Linked DNA regions of Zea mays: region 1 is linked to region 2. The links are chromatin contacts, called in public Hi-C maps. All regions are on one chromosome and are shown on one strand. Each heading gives the region's core, a stretch centred on a gene start, on an enhancer-like site or on the middle of the called end of the contact. The rest is flanking DNA. Distances are from core to core; before and after follow the strand shown.

Region 1 (5,971 bases), core at 2,602-5,101, 100 kb before region 2:
CTGCTGCAGTGAAATCCCGAGGCTGGCGAGTTCATGAGGCCGCGCTTCCTTGGAGCACCGGACACTGTCCGGTGTACACCGGACAGTCCGGTGAATTATAGCGCGCCGGCCTGGAAAATTCCCGAAGGTGGCGAGTTCGCGTTGAAGTCCTCTGGTGCACCGGACAGTGTCCGGTGTACACCGGACAGTCCGGTGCTCCCAGACCAGAGGGCCTTCGGTTCCCACTTTGCTCCTTTGTTGAATCCAAAACTTGGTCTTTTTATTGGCTGAGTGTGAACCTTTTACACCTGTGTAATCTATAAACTTGGGCAAACTTAGTTAGTCCAATTGTTTGTGTTGGGCAATTCAACCACCAAAATTAATTAGGGACTAGGTGTAAGCCTAATTCCCTTTCAGATATGCCTTTACAAAAGCGTCCACCGAAGCGGGGTCGCTTGGTGGGTCGAAGCTGAATCTAAAAGACACAAGATGGAAAACGGACGGTACCTCTTGATCGAAGGATGGTGACGGAGTCGCGTCGGGGACGGACTGCACCGTTATTTCAGGTGCGCGGCTAACGCCTAATAGATCCTTCGTGAGCGTGCTGGCGTCATCCGTCCGCTTGGGGTTGGCGTGTTGCGGGGAAACGACGCCCGTCTTCGTCTCAGACCCGAGGTCAACGCCCGACGTGTCCCCCGCTGGGGCGCCGGCATCGTCGACTCGCTCGACAGCCGACGAGGTGCCGCCTCTTGCTTGGCCATGGTTGCCCCGCCTCCTCCTCCTACGGCGGGGAAGGTGACGGAACAGGCCTGGATGCTGTTCTTCCGCCACGGGGGGAAGACGTCGTCGATTCCGCCGCCGGCGGGCGGGCTGAAGGCCGCCATTGTCGTTGTCACGCGGCGGAAGAAGGAGTACTGTGTCGTAGCTGCCGTCGAGGGACATGAACTCGAGACTCCTGAAACGGAGCATCGTCCCGGGCTGGAGAGGTTGCTGGAGACTACCCATCTAGAGCTTGACGGGAAGCTGTTCGTCAACACGCAGCAGGCCCCTACCTGGCGCGCCAACTGTCGGCGTTTCGATCCCGGGGGGTCCCTGGACCGACGAGTAAATTGTCGCTGCGTGTCCCAGCCCAGATGGGTCGGCGCAAGACGGAACACAAGGGAGAAACAATAAGGGGAACTACGGCTCGTGTTGTCCTGCGCTCAGGGCGGATGAGCTTGCAGTAGGGGGTTACAAGCGTTCGCGAGGGAGAGAGAGAGAGAGCCTGTTCGTCAGCTCGTCCTCCCGCGCGGCCACCTTTTCGTACGAGGGCCATGGACCTTCCTTTTATAGACGTAAGGAGAGGGTCCAGGTGTACAATGGGGGGTGTAGCAATGTGCTAATGTGTCTAGCATAGAGGAGCCAGAGCCCTATGTACATGCCGATGTGACTGTCGGAGAGGTGTTGCTGCCCTGTTCATGTGATGTTGTGGCCGTCGGAGGAGCGCTTAAACCCTGTAGAAGTACAGCTGTCGGGGATGTCGGATCCTTGCTGACATCTCCTTGCTTCCGTAGGGGGCTGAGAACCGCCATCGTCATGGAGCACGCGGGGTGCCATCATTACTTGTTTACCGGGGCGAGCCAGATGGGATGCCGATCTTGTTCCCCGTAGCCTGAGCTAGCTAGGGGTAGGGTAATGATGTACCCCCCTTGTGGCGTGGTCGGTCCGAGCCCGAGGTCGGGCGAGGCGGTGACTCCTCCGAGGTCGAGGCTGAGTTCGAGCCTAGGGTCGGGCGAGGCGGAGACCGTCCTCCGAGGTCGAGGTGGAGTCCGAGCCCTGGGGTCGGGCGAGGCGGAGACCGTCTTCCGGGGTCGAGGTGGAGTCCGAGCTCTGGGGTCGGGCGAGGCAGAGACCGTCTTCCGAGGTCGAGGTGGAGTCCGAGCCCTGGGGTCGGGCGAGGCGGAGACCGTCTTCCGCGGTCAAGGTGGAGTCCGAGCCCTGGGGTCGGGCGAGGCGGAGACCGTCTTCCGGGGTCGAGGTTGAGTCCGAGCCCTGGGGTCGGGCGAGGCGGAGCTTCCTATGGCGCCCGAGGCTGGACTTGGCTGCTGTCAGCCTCACCCTGGCGGGTGACACAGCAGTCGGAGCAGGGCAGGCGGCGTTGTTTTCCTGTCAGGTTAGTCAGTGGAGGGGCGAAGTGACTGTGGTCACTTCGGCCTTGTCGACTGAGGAGCGCGCGTCAGGATAAGGTGTCAGGCGATCCTTGCATTGAATGCTCCTGCGATGTGGTCGGTTGGCGCGGCGATCTGGCCAAGGTTGCTTCACTGCGAAGCCTGCCCGAGCTGGGCCTCGGGCGAGTCGAAGGTGCGCCCGTTACTTGAGGATGCCCTCGGGCGAGGCGTGAATCTGCCTTGGTCTACCGTTCCTGCCTGAGGCTGGGCTCGGGCGAGGCGAGGTCGTGTCCCTTGAGCGGACGGAGCCTTGACCTGAATTGCGCCCATCAGGCCTTTGCAGCTTTGTGCTATGGTGGTTACCAGCCGAGTTTAGGAGTCTTGGGGGTACCCCTAATTATGGTCCCCGACAATAAGTTTATCTACAACTATTATAAGTCGACTGTCCGAAACAGGAGAAGCATTTTGGAAAAAAACACCTATGCGCGGACCGTCCGGGCCCTTGCGACGGACCGTTCGCGACACCAGGGTGTGGCTCGGACAGGAACATTGCAAAAACACAAGTTAACACTATGGACTGTCCGATGGAGAAGCAAGCGCCGCCCGAGACCAAGCGCGGACCGTCCGGCCTCAGGCACGGGCCGTCCGGTCGTTGTAAAACCAGAAAAACCCCGAAGGTGACGGGTTCGGTAAAATGCAATTTTAGCGTCCTCGCGGACCGTCCACGGTTGTACGGCCGGAACCGTCCGCGACTGCTTTATCTGACATCTGACGACGCATTAAATGCACTATAGTCGTTGATACAGCCGTTACTGCTGACCGTTGCGATTTCAGCCGTTACTACTGTCCTCGGAGAAGGGGAGGCTAGAAAAACTTGTGTCGAGGAGGACCGTGGGGGCCTGGCCGTGCGTTGGAGCGCCTGCGCCGGGGCCGCCCGTACCGAATACGACTGGGCCAAGGTCGCGCACGGCCCGGGCGCTGAGGCGCGCGCCGAGGCCTCCCGCACTGGAGTCACTCGCGTCGATGGGAGAGGAGGCGGCGCGAAGAGCAGGGCCGCCAGATGTGGCCGCGCCCGGAGGGGTAAGGGTCGCGTTGATGGGAGATGGGACAGCGCACGTCCCGCACCTAAGCCCAGAGGGACCCGCATGCCCCAATAAGGATCAGATACAGATACACTCTAACATCTTAACTATATTTATAATCAAAAGTCTTAGAGTTATACCATACAGTTTCTTAGTTGTCTCTTATTCTTGAAAAACTAGATCAGAAGTCCCTAAGTTGTACATGCCCTCATGATTTTATGAGTTACGGCGTTCTAAATGACATCACTCTTTCGTGAAGTTAATGACGTGTTAATGACATGATTAACCTGGCGTCAAAAGAAGAAAAACGCTTTCCCCTTATGCGGACACATTTCAAATCAAACGTGGAAACAACGACCATTTATATTAAACAGGGGGGAAGCAGTGCTTGGGGCCTTTTTGTTACTACTCGATCCAGCTGGATTGTAAAGCCTACGGTGCGGTATATTTCCACATACAGAAGGCTCGGGAAGGCTCGGGAAGAAAGCAGTCCTAGGAGATAGATGAAAGAGATGGCTTTAGACGAATTTGACAGCGATCCGGCGGCCTTGCCTTCGTCACGTAGCGCTGAGGTCACTACGCGCACGTTAGCGCGGTTGGAATTAAGCACCTAAACGTATTGTTAAGACGGTACGTTCAGAATAATCGTGTTACACGGCCAGCAGCTAGAGACGAAACGAGCGGCGGCGACGACGACGACCTGAGTCTCGGTGCGGTAGCTAGAGACGAAGGGCTAGCTTGTGGCACTGTAGGAAGTGGCGGAACGTGTGGCACGCTATGCTGTATATGTGTGTTTCCGAAGGTAACGATCACGGCTAAAAAAGCTCAAAGTATGTGGTGCGGTATATTTTAATATACGGATTAGGTTATTATTATCAACTGCATGTGCTATTTTTAGTGGCGATTTCTTAAAAAAACTATTATTACAAATCGTATTTCTAAAGACGGTTTCTTAAGAAAACCGCCTGTAGAACTCTACATACGGTTTTATTAATGAATCGCCTATATAAATCGATTTCTAGTGACAGTTTTCTTAAATTTTTCAAGTTTTTCAAACGACCTCGTATGATGTAATCACCAAAATAAAAGTTGTAGATCTTTAAAAGTTATGAAACTTTGTAGTTGATAACTTTTTATTTTAAATCATTTCGGCTATCAAAAATTACATCTAAATTTGATAAATTTAAAAATCAAATTTTGCAAACAATCTCACATGGAAAAAATGACAAAATGCAAGTTGTAGAACTTCAAAAGTTATTCAACATTGTAGTTGACAAATTTTTTATTTGAATTCATTTACGGTCTCAAACAAACAATTTACACTCTGTTGGTTGTAATATGAGGACAACAAAACTACAAATATATACAAAGTATGTTATAGGCAGAGCGGTATAGGAGAGTACACGCGAGAGTAGGGTAGGGGTTTGATTCCTAGCAACCGCGTAGCGCGGTAATGCCACGACTTTGACGGGACGGGTGGGTAGGCCGATGCCTCTCCTTAAATAAAATATTTTTTTGTTTTTTTAAATCTGTTTTATGTTTCTGAAAATAATTTGCATTGGCGATTCTCAGTTACTCACCTATAAAAATAGTAACTATAAAAATGATAATTTCTAATGTTCCTTAACACCGACGGTTATATAAAATACCAGTAAAAATAGGTTCACAACCAACAATATTCTTCGTCCCCTATCTATATATACTACTAGCTGCTGGCGCTTAGTCGTAACGATAAAGTGAACGAACGAACCACACACATATATAAATCTGCATGCAGATCGAACACTGCTGCTCCTCTAATGATCGAGTTCTGATCCCTAGTACTGCCACATGATGATCGATCAGATCGTGATCTTCGATCGCCCACGATGATACGATACACACTTGGTACCTGCACAGATTCCTGACCTGGCGCCATTATTCTCACATGCACACCGGCACGCAGCCTTGATCCGTTCGTGATCCGCCCGTGTGTGTGTGCGCGCGCGCTGGCTTTGCTTGCAATGCAAATGGCGGGCTGATGAGACCTGGAAATCCTCCAGGATTCTTGCTATCTAGCAGGTCGTCGCGACCTCGCCTCACAGCACTGATCCGGATCCGGCCCCTCGCTCCTCCTCGAAGGGCGTACGCGTCGCGCGACCTCGCGTTCGACTACCACTGCAGCTCCTGATCGCTTGCAGAGTCGTTCGTGCGTGCGTGCGTGCCTGCCTGCTGCACTAACACTCAGCAGCCAACCGCGGCGCGACATGTGTGCTGGGCTGCTCGCTCGCTCGCTCCGACACGGCGGCCCGCCCCGAATGGAGAAAGACCAAGTCGTCGCTCCGGCTCCGACACGTCGGAGGGAGTAAAGAAACCGCCGCGGCGCGGGCCACGGAGGCCGACTAGTTTATTTAACGTTGATACTGCCTACGTACGGTACGCCAGCCAGCCCCCCGCCGGGACAGGATGAACGACAACCCCGCTGGCATAAAGAAACCGTCGGAGCGGATCCGCTTCGGTACGTACAACTCAGAGGCGATCGATCTACACGGAGATCCGGCCAGCGTCGATCGGGGAGCGCCGAGGATGGATGGATCCCCGCGATCCCGTCACCGTTCCAGCAGCAGAAGCTTCGCTGGTTCGACCGCCCCGTATCGCGCGCGACAGAGCGCGCTGCTGCTGCTGCTCAGCTGGTAGTGGGTGGGTGCATCGGACACCGCGGATGGCCGTGTACGGGGACATGCGGCGTCGGCGTCAAGATCGCGAGCAACCACAGCGACGATC
Region 2 (6,811 bases), core at 1,513-4,012:
GAACCCGAACCCGAAATTTCGGGTACCCGAAATTTCGAGTATTGAAAAACCCGTTGTAATTTCGGGTATCGATTTTCAAAACCCGAAATTTTAAAAACCCGAATTACCCGACCCGAAAATTTCGGGTAACCCGAACGCCCACCCCTAGGCAGAGCTCATCACATCCTTCCTCTGCCTCGTGTCGCCTCTATAGAGCTTCTTTTATATTTACCTCAACAATTTACTAGTGTTAGCACCATGTTAGCTTTTATTTTATATATTTTTATAAAGGAAATATGAGGTTATATTAAAAATAATAATTGAACACTTAATTAAATCAATCAATAATATTTAGCTTATAAAGAAAATAAAATATACAATACTTAAAGAAAATTACACGATACAAAGATTCAGTTAAACTAAAAATTATTCAATGCATTAAAAATAAAACTAACATTACTTAAAAAGATAAAAAATACATAACTCATAAGCATACAATCTAATTTTTGTGGTGTTGATCCCAAATATGTTGCATTAAATAATTTTGGAGCTGATCATTCTCTATCACTAGGCTTGCATGGAATGTGACCTCTCACTAAAGTACGACAGACAGTGACTCTGATGATGAAAATGTTATTGCTCAAGTTATTCTTTTGTAAGATGTACGCAAAGCAATCTACTATGTGCATCTCTTATTGCTTCCAACTATTATTTAAAGTATCATGAAAAAATGAAGTTAGGACATTTAGACAAAGTGGATATTGTTGACTAATGGACACCATGGAGCCAATCATAACATGTTTCGAATGAATGCTTCACTCTTTTATAGTTTGCATGATTTTCTAGAGAGTACATATGGTCTTAAATAATCTATTAATATAAATTTTGTGGGGTCGCTAACCATGTTTCTTGTTACTTGTGGGCATGGTTGGTCAAATAGTGCTTTAATCAATATATTCAAACATTTTGGATAGACGATTAGCAGAAAGCTTTTGTGAAGTCTTGCACTGTGTGGTGTCTACGTGCAAGGACTATATTAGACCTATTGATCCAAATTTCTCCACGACACAGTATAATTTTTGGTGATCGAAGAATGATGCCTCATTTTAAATATTGCATTGGAGCTCTTGATGAATCCCACATTAATGTGACACATTCACTAGAATATGTTATTAGATACATTGGTAGAAGTGGCAATGCAACTCAAAATGTTCTGGTTGTTGTTGATTTTGACATGTGATTTACTTATGCCTCCATATGGCCGCCAGTGTCTATGCACGACACCAATGTTCTCTTCCGTGCATTAAGGAATGGTATGGATAATTTTCCACACCATCCTACAGGTATGCTATAATATTGTGGGATTTATTAACATTTGTACTAAAAATATATACTGTTGTTATTATGAAATGTAGGAAAATATTATTGTGTCGATGTTGGATATCCAACTCATCCTAGATACTTGGCTCCATATAAGGGTCAAAGGTATCATGTACCCGATTGAAGGAGAGAACCTGCTCCAAATAGTGAGCAAGAGCACTTTAACCATTTTCATTCAAGTATCCGTTATGTTGTGGAGCATGCATTCAGAGTATGGAAAATAAAGTGGAGTATTTTTTTCTTAAAACATCATCCTACAAAATCGAAGCGCAAAAGATAGTCGTTGCAGTTACTATAAGTTTGCATAACAACATTCGTGAGGACCATGCTTTAGATAAGGATTTTGTAAAGTGTGATCCAAATCATGATTAAGTGCCAACTATTTCAGAAAGGTATGCAAGATATCGGTATTCTCAAAATACATTAACAACACAATCCAATGGTCGGGTCATAGATAGATTTTTCGAGATGATATTGCTAGGGCAATAATTCTTTTCCAAATCGTTGTGACTTTTAGAGCATCTCCAAGGGACTCTATTTTTTATTTTTTATTTGACTCTCTATTTACCTCTTCATAAAGATTATACTCTATTTATAGCATATCATTTCAACAGACTCTCCAACGGACAAGTTAGTTCAACTAGCGAGAGTGGCTAGCCAAATTTGGCTACAGAGGAGGCCATTTTGGAGAGCTGGGTGGCTTGGCGAGTTGGATGGCTAGTCTGTCGGAGAGTTTTTCTGTTAAATAGCGAATAATTGGTCTGACGAGTTATTTGGCTAGTCTCTTGAAGATGCTCTTATATACATGTATGTCTATAATAGATGTTGTGTTTTTTTTTCTGAGTAGGATTGCATCTACATTGTTTGTATGAATTGAATATATATATATATATATATATATATATATATATATGAGATTGGTTATATTAATCTTGAATATCTAAAAAAGTAATTAGACGGCGTTTCTTTTGAAAAACATTATAGAAACCATTTTGCAAAATGTTTTTTATAATGGCTTTGGTTCCTTAAAAAAAACTGTCTGGACGGTCAAGCTAAAGCCAAAGCTATTTTTTTTTAAAAAAAATGTCAAATCCGGACCTCAGTATCGATACACTTTGAAAAAAAAAACTCTCTAAACTTGAATCCTAGATCCAGCACTGAAAATCGCCAAAACAGGGGTTGCATTTGGTTTCGGCCCGGCCCACTGCGCCCTCAACCATGACGATCGGCAGCCGGCCGCGCAAACGGAGTTCGGACTTTGGAATTGTGTTGCCGAACGGTTCGAGTCGGTTTCGGCCTTCGCACAGCAGCCATCGTATATAATAAGACGTCGAGACGGCGGCGAAACTATCCTCGTATCGATTCTGTTTATGCTCGCATAATCGCATTCTCCATCGTGCCAATGGTCGCGACGACCCGTTCCAAGACACGGCTGGGCCTAGGCTCACGGCTGCAGCACAACATGGAGACCCATCCATCCGAGGCAGAGCTCATCACGTCCTTCCTCCGCCCCCGCGTCGTCGTCTCTGACGACAGCGACACGCCGTGCGCGTCGTTCGTCCATGACGTGGACGTCTACTCCGCTGGCCCCGGCGAGCTCACGGGCAGGCTCGCTCCGGTGCTCGCGAGCAACGGCGACAGGGCGTGGTACTTCTTCTGCGCCGTGAGGGCAAAGAAGAGCGACGGGCAGCGCAAGGCGCGCAAGGTGCACACCGGGGAAGGGTGCTGGCACTCCGAGGCCGGCGCGAAGCCCGTGGTGGAGGGGCCCGGCCGGCTCCTAGTAGGGCACCGCCAGGCATTCTCGTTCATGACGAAGGTGAAAGGGCGGCGCGTCCGGTCGGGGTGGCTGATGGTGGAGCTCAGCCTCGACGGCGCCGACGCCGACGATGTGGTCCTCTGCAAGGTCTACTTCAGTCCGCGTGCGCGCGCCTCGCCGGCGGCGGCGTCCGGGCGCAAGGAGAGGAAGGCCGCCGCGGACGACAAGAATCCGGCCAGTTCGGCACGCCGGCGCCGCGACCCTCCGGCCGACGACGCAGAGGCAGGCACGCCCACACCCGACAACGACGAAGACAGAGACAGCGCCCAGAGCCGCGGGCTCGCTGATGATGACAACTCATCTACTACTGTGGCCGACGATCCCGACGCGGTCGGACTGGGAACGGACGACTCAGCGTTCTCCTGGTGGATGAGGAATAGGGATCGGTTAATGGAGAAGTACAAGATCGTCGACCGGCCAGACGAGGAGCTCCAGAAAACCCTCGACCTCGATGAGTACCTGCGGCTACTGAGCCGTGATCTCGATCCCGCCGATGCACTGCCGCGCGCCACGTCGTACATGTGATCACGCCAAGTTCAGCTGCTGTTGCCGTTAGGATTTACGCTAGGCAAAAAAACAAAAAAAAAGGCAATACAATAAACAATTTGTCTTATATATGCAGTTACATGCACTCAGCTCCTATAAGCGTGGACGCTTGCTGTTTTGATCCTTTAACACCAACGGGAACGTGATGTGATTATTTCAGATTGTAATAAGCCAGTATATAGTAGGACAAAAAAATAGAAAAAAAGAGGTAGAACGTAGGACGTGGCAAAGCACAACGATTACGAAATTGCACAATCATGAACTATGCTTTTCTCTTGTATACTTCGAGGATGTACTGGAATCCCCTTCTATCCCTTATAAGACTATATCTCGAGCCGTGTTGTCTATATCCGGAAGATCTAGGATCTGATCACGCACTAGACCGATATATTTAATCTACTACAGTTTTAATATATTTTGATCTAAATGTAATAAAGTTATATAGAGATTTACAAATCACGTCCCGGGCCATGGACCGGGTGGCCAGTCCCCTGTATCTAGGGATGAAAACGGATGAAAACGATCGAAAAAACCCATCTCCCATTTCCGTTACCATATTTTTTTACAAAAACGAAGCGAGAGCAGTATAGACGAAAACTGAAACGGTTGCGAGATATACGATTACACGAAAACAAATTAAAACGATCGGATATGCAACAAAAACGGACGGTAACCAAAAACTTTGGCCGGAATATGCAATATTGTATAGTCACTCATCAAACTACAATATTAAGAGTTTAGAACACTATAAATCACAACTTCACAAATTTAAAAGCCAGCATAAATATATATATATATATATATATATATATATATATATATATATATATATATATATATATATATATATATATATATATATATATATTAAAGATCAATAGCGTGTGCAAAGTCAACATTTTTTTCATCAACATTTTTCAATTATGAACCACAAACTTGTGGATATATAAGACAAGAGGGAGTATCCTATACGGTTGTAACATACTAACATGAAGGTTAGGAGAAAATACTGGATCGTTTTCGTTCTCATTCCCATAATGTACCATCTCGTTCCGTTTCCGCAATATGCCATGGAGGTTGCTGTTTTGACCCTTCAACACCAACGGTAACGTGAATGTGATCCCAGATTGTAGTAAGCCAATATAGTAGGACAAAAGTAAAAGAGATGGAACGTAGGACGTGGCAAAGCACAACGATTACGAAATTGCACAATCATGAACTATGCTTTTCTCTCGAGGATGTACTAGAACCCCTCTTATACCTTATATAAGACTATCTTCAGCCGTGTTCTCTATTATAGGGTGGAATTACGCCTGGAAAAAATACTTGAACTCGATGAGCCAGCTTGGTCTCGGTAAGGCTCGATACGTCTCTACGAGGCTTGCGAGCCTGAACAAGCTCGAGTCGAATCTACTGTTGTGGCTCGTTGGAGCAGCGAGCCGAGCCAGCTCGGTTAGGCTCGCGAGTCAGCCTCGTTGATATTATGTTATATCATTACACTATTAGATTATTGTATTGTGGATTTATTTCTTTATTTTTATGGACTCCATGCTAGATGTAGTACAAAATATGTTGCTAAATTATTGGTACATGCTTTTTATTTATATATAATAAAAACAAATCATTTATGTTATAAATGTGATTTATTGTGTAGCCTCGCGAGCCACCATCGAGCCGAGCCTCATTTTCTAGCTCATAATACGACCAGGCGAATAGAGCTTGGTTCATTGGTTCGCTGAGCTCAGTTCGTTTCTAGCCCTAAGTGGGATGGTAGAACAAACAAAAAAAAAATGTTTTATTTGATAAGATTCAAAGAGTAAATATTCGTCCGCAAATTTATCATGATTCGGTAAGAATAACAACAAAAGAAGATTTAAAAGAAAGGATTATATTTTATATAAATATTGAATTTGGATATATTCTAGATCTTCTTCCTTGACAATATATTTATTTTTCTTTCTTAAGAACGTCGTGGAGAGGAAAGAGAATCTTTATACATAGAACGGAGAAACGTAGAGGATGCTGCTACAGGAGACAAGGAGATAAGGGAGGAAATCTCAATTTAGAATAGATGAAATAATCGTTTATAGGCTCCTGCAGCCAGCGTAGTTTTGTTCAATTGCGTACCGGGCCTGGTGGGCCTGTACGCAGAAATTTAGAATGGAAAAAGAGTAGAACACGCCAATGGGCTTCGTTCAGGTGTCTGAGCAGCACCCAGTCCAGTGGGCTTTTTAATCTGGTGTCCAACAACACCCAGTCCTCAAGCGGGTTTATGGCCTGTTTGAAACGAACACACGGTTTTTAAAAACTAATTTCTATCTCCAATTTCCAGGAACTGATTTATAGGGAAAAAAACTAGATATGCGCGTTTAAAACTAGTTCTTCGATACGTGATACGTGGTTTCACGGTTTCATCCGAAAGCCACTAAAAATAAATACAAGAGTGCTTTTAGTTTTCTACTACGAGAAAGTCAGCTTTTAGAAAAAAAAACTGTTTCTTAGATCCAACCTTTTGGTTTGACTTTTGGCTTATAGAGGATAAAAACCAAAACTAAAAGTCAAAAGCTAAACCAAACATACCATTAAAAATAGGAATCCAGTTTTTAGAAATTAGAGCATAAACTAGCATATTTATAAGTATGCCAATTTCTATTAACCAGTTTTTTAAAAACTAGGCGCTGAATCAATACTGAAACCAGGCTGACAAACCAAACCGATGATATTCTAGAACATTCAAGATAGGGTCAAATCCGGGTTTTTCCCATCCCTCCAATTTCGAGTCGGACTCCGCCCTGGAACCGACCCTGGGGATCGGCAAAAGGAAACGCGTGAATCGATGGCCATGTAAAGCGGCGGTTCCCCGTGCCCAATGCCTCAGGTTCCTATTCCATCTCGAATTCGGAGTCTTCTCTCGTCCCTGTCCCCCTCCAGCACCGCCGCCGCCGCCACCGCGCCGCAACCTCGCCATGGCACGCCCTCCGTCGGCGGCCCTCAAGCCGCCGTATCCGGCCTTCCAATCCCATCCCAGCGATCTCGAGCTCGTCAACTTCTATCTCCGTCCCTGGGTCGAGACCGGCGTCAAGACCGGCG

Evidence for each region. Hi-C and Micro-C count contacts between places; a contact is called where the count stands out from the background.
Region 1: a Hi-C map of leaf shows a contact between it and region 2, with 6 times the contacts expected there. The contact joins the enhancer-like site here to the promoter of LOC103637404 in region 2. A contact is called at or near these places in 5 of 25 Hi-C or Micro-C datasets (ear, leaf, seedling and 1 more).

Annotation. Positions count from the first base shown.
Region 1 is chr8:154,611,186-154,617,156 of Zm-B73-REFERENCE-NAM-5.0, reverse strand. No RefSeq gene overlaps it. Among protein-coding and RNA genes, the nearest start is that of LOC103636172, 46 kb to the left of the region's middle. Within about 2 kb of position 3,851, at least 8 of the 20 cell types and tissues checked have an H3K27ac peak or open chromatin away from gene starts, as enhancers often do. A contact at or near this core is called in leaf, where this site is marked.
Region 2 is chr8:154,505,247-154,512,057 of Zm-B73-REFERENCE-NAM-5.0, reverse strand. LOC103637404 reads left to right here and starts at 2,762. Exons shown (of 1, transcript XM_008659605.2): 1 at 2,762-3,829. The coding sequence starts at 2,762. The coding sequence ends at 3,700. It overlaps LOC100281294 (no apical meristem protein), which reads left to right and starts at 6,582. Exons shown (of 1, transcript NM_001154212.3): 1 at 6,582-6,811. The coding sequence starts at 6,688.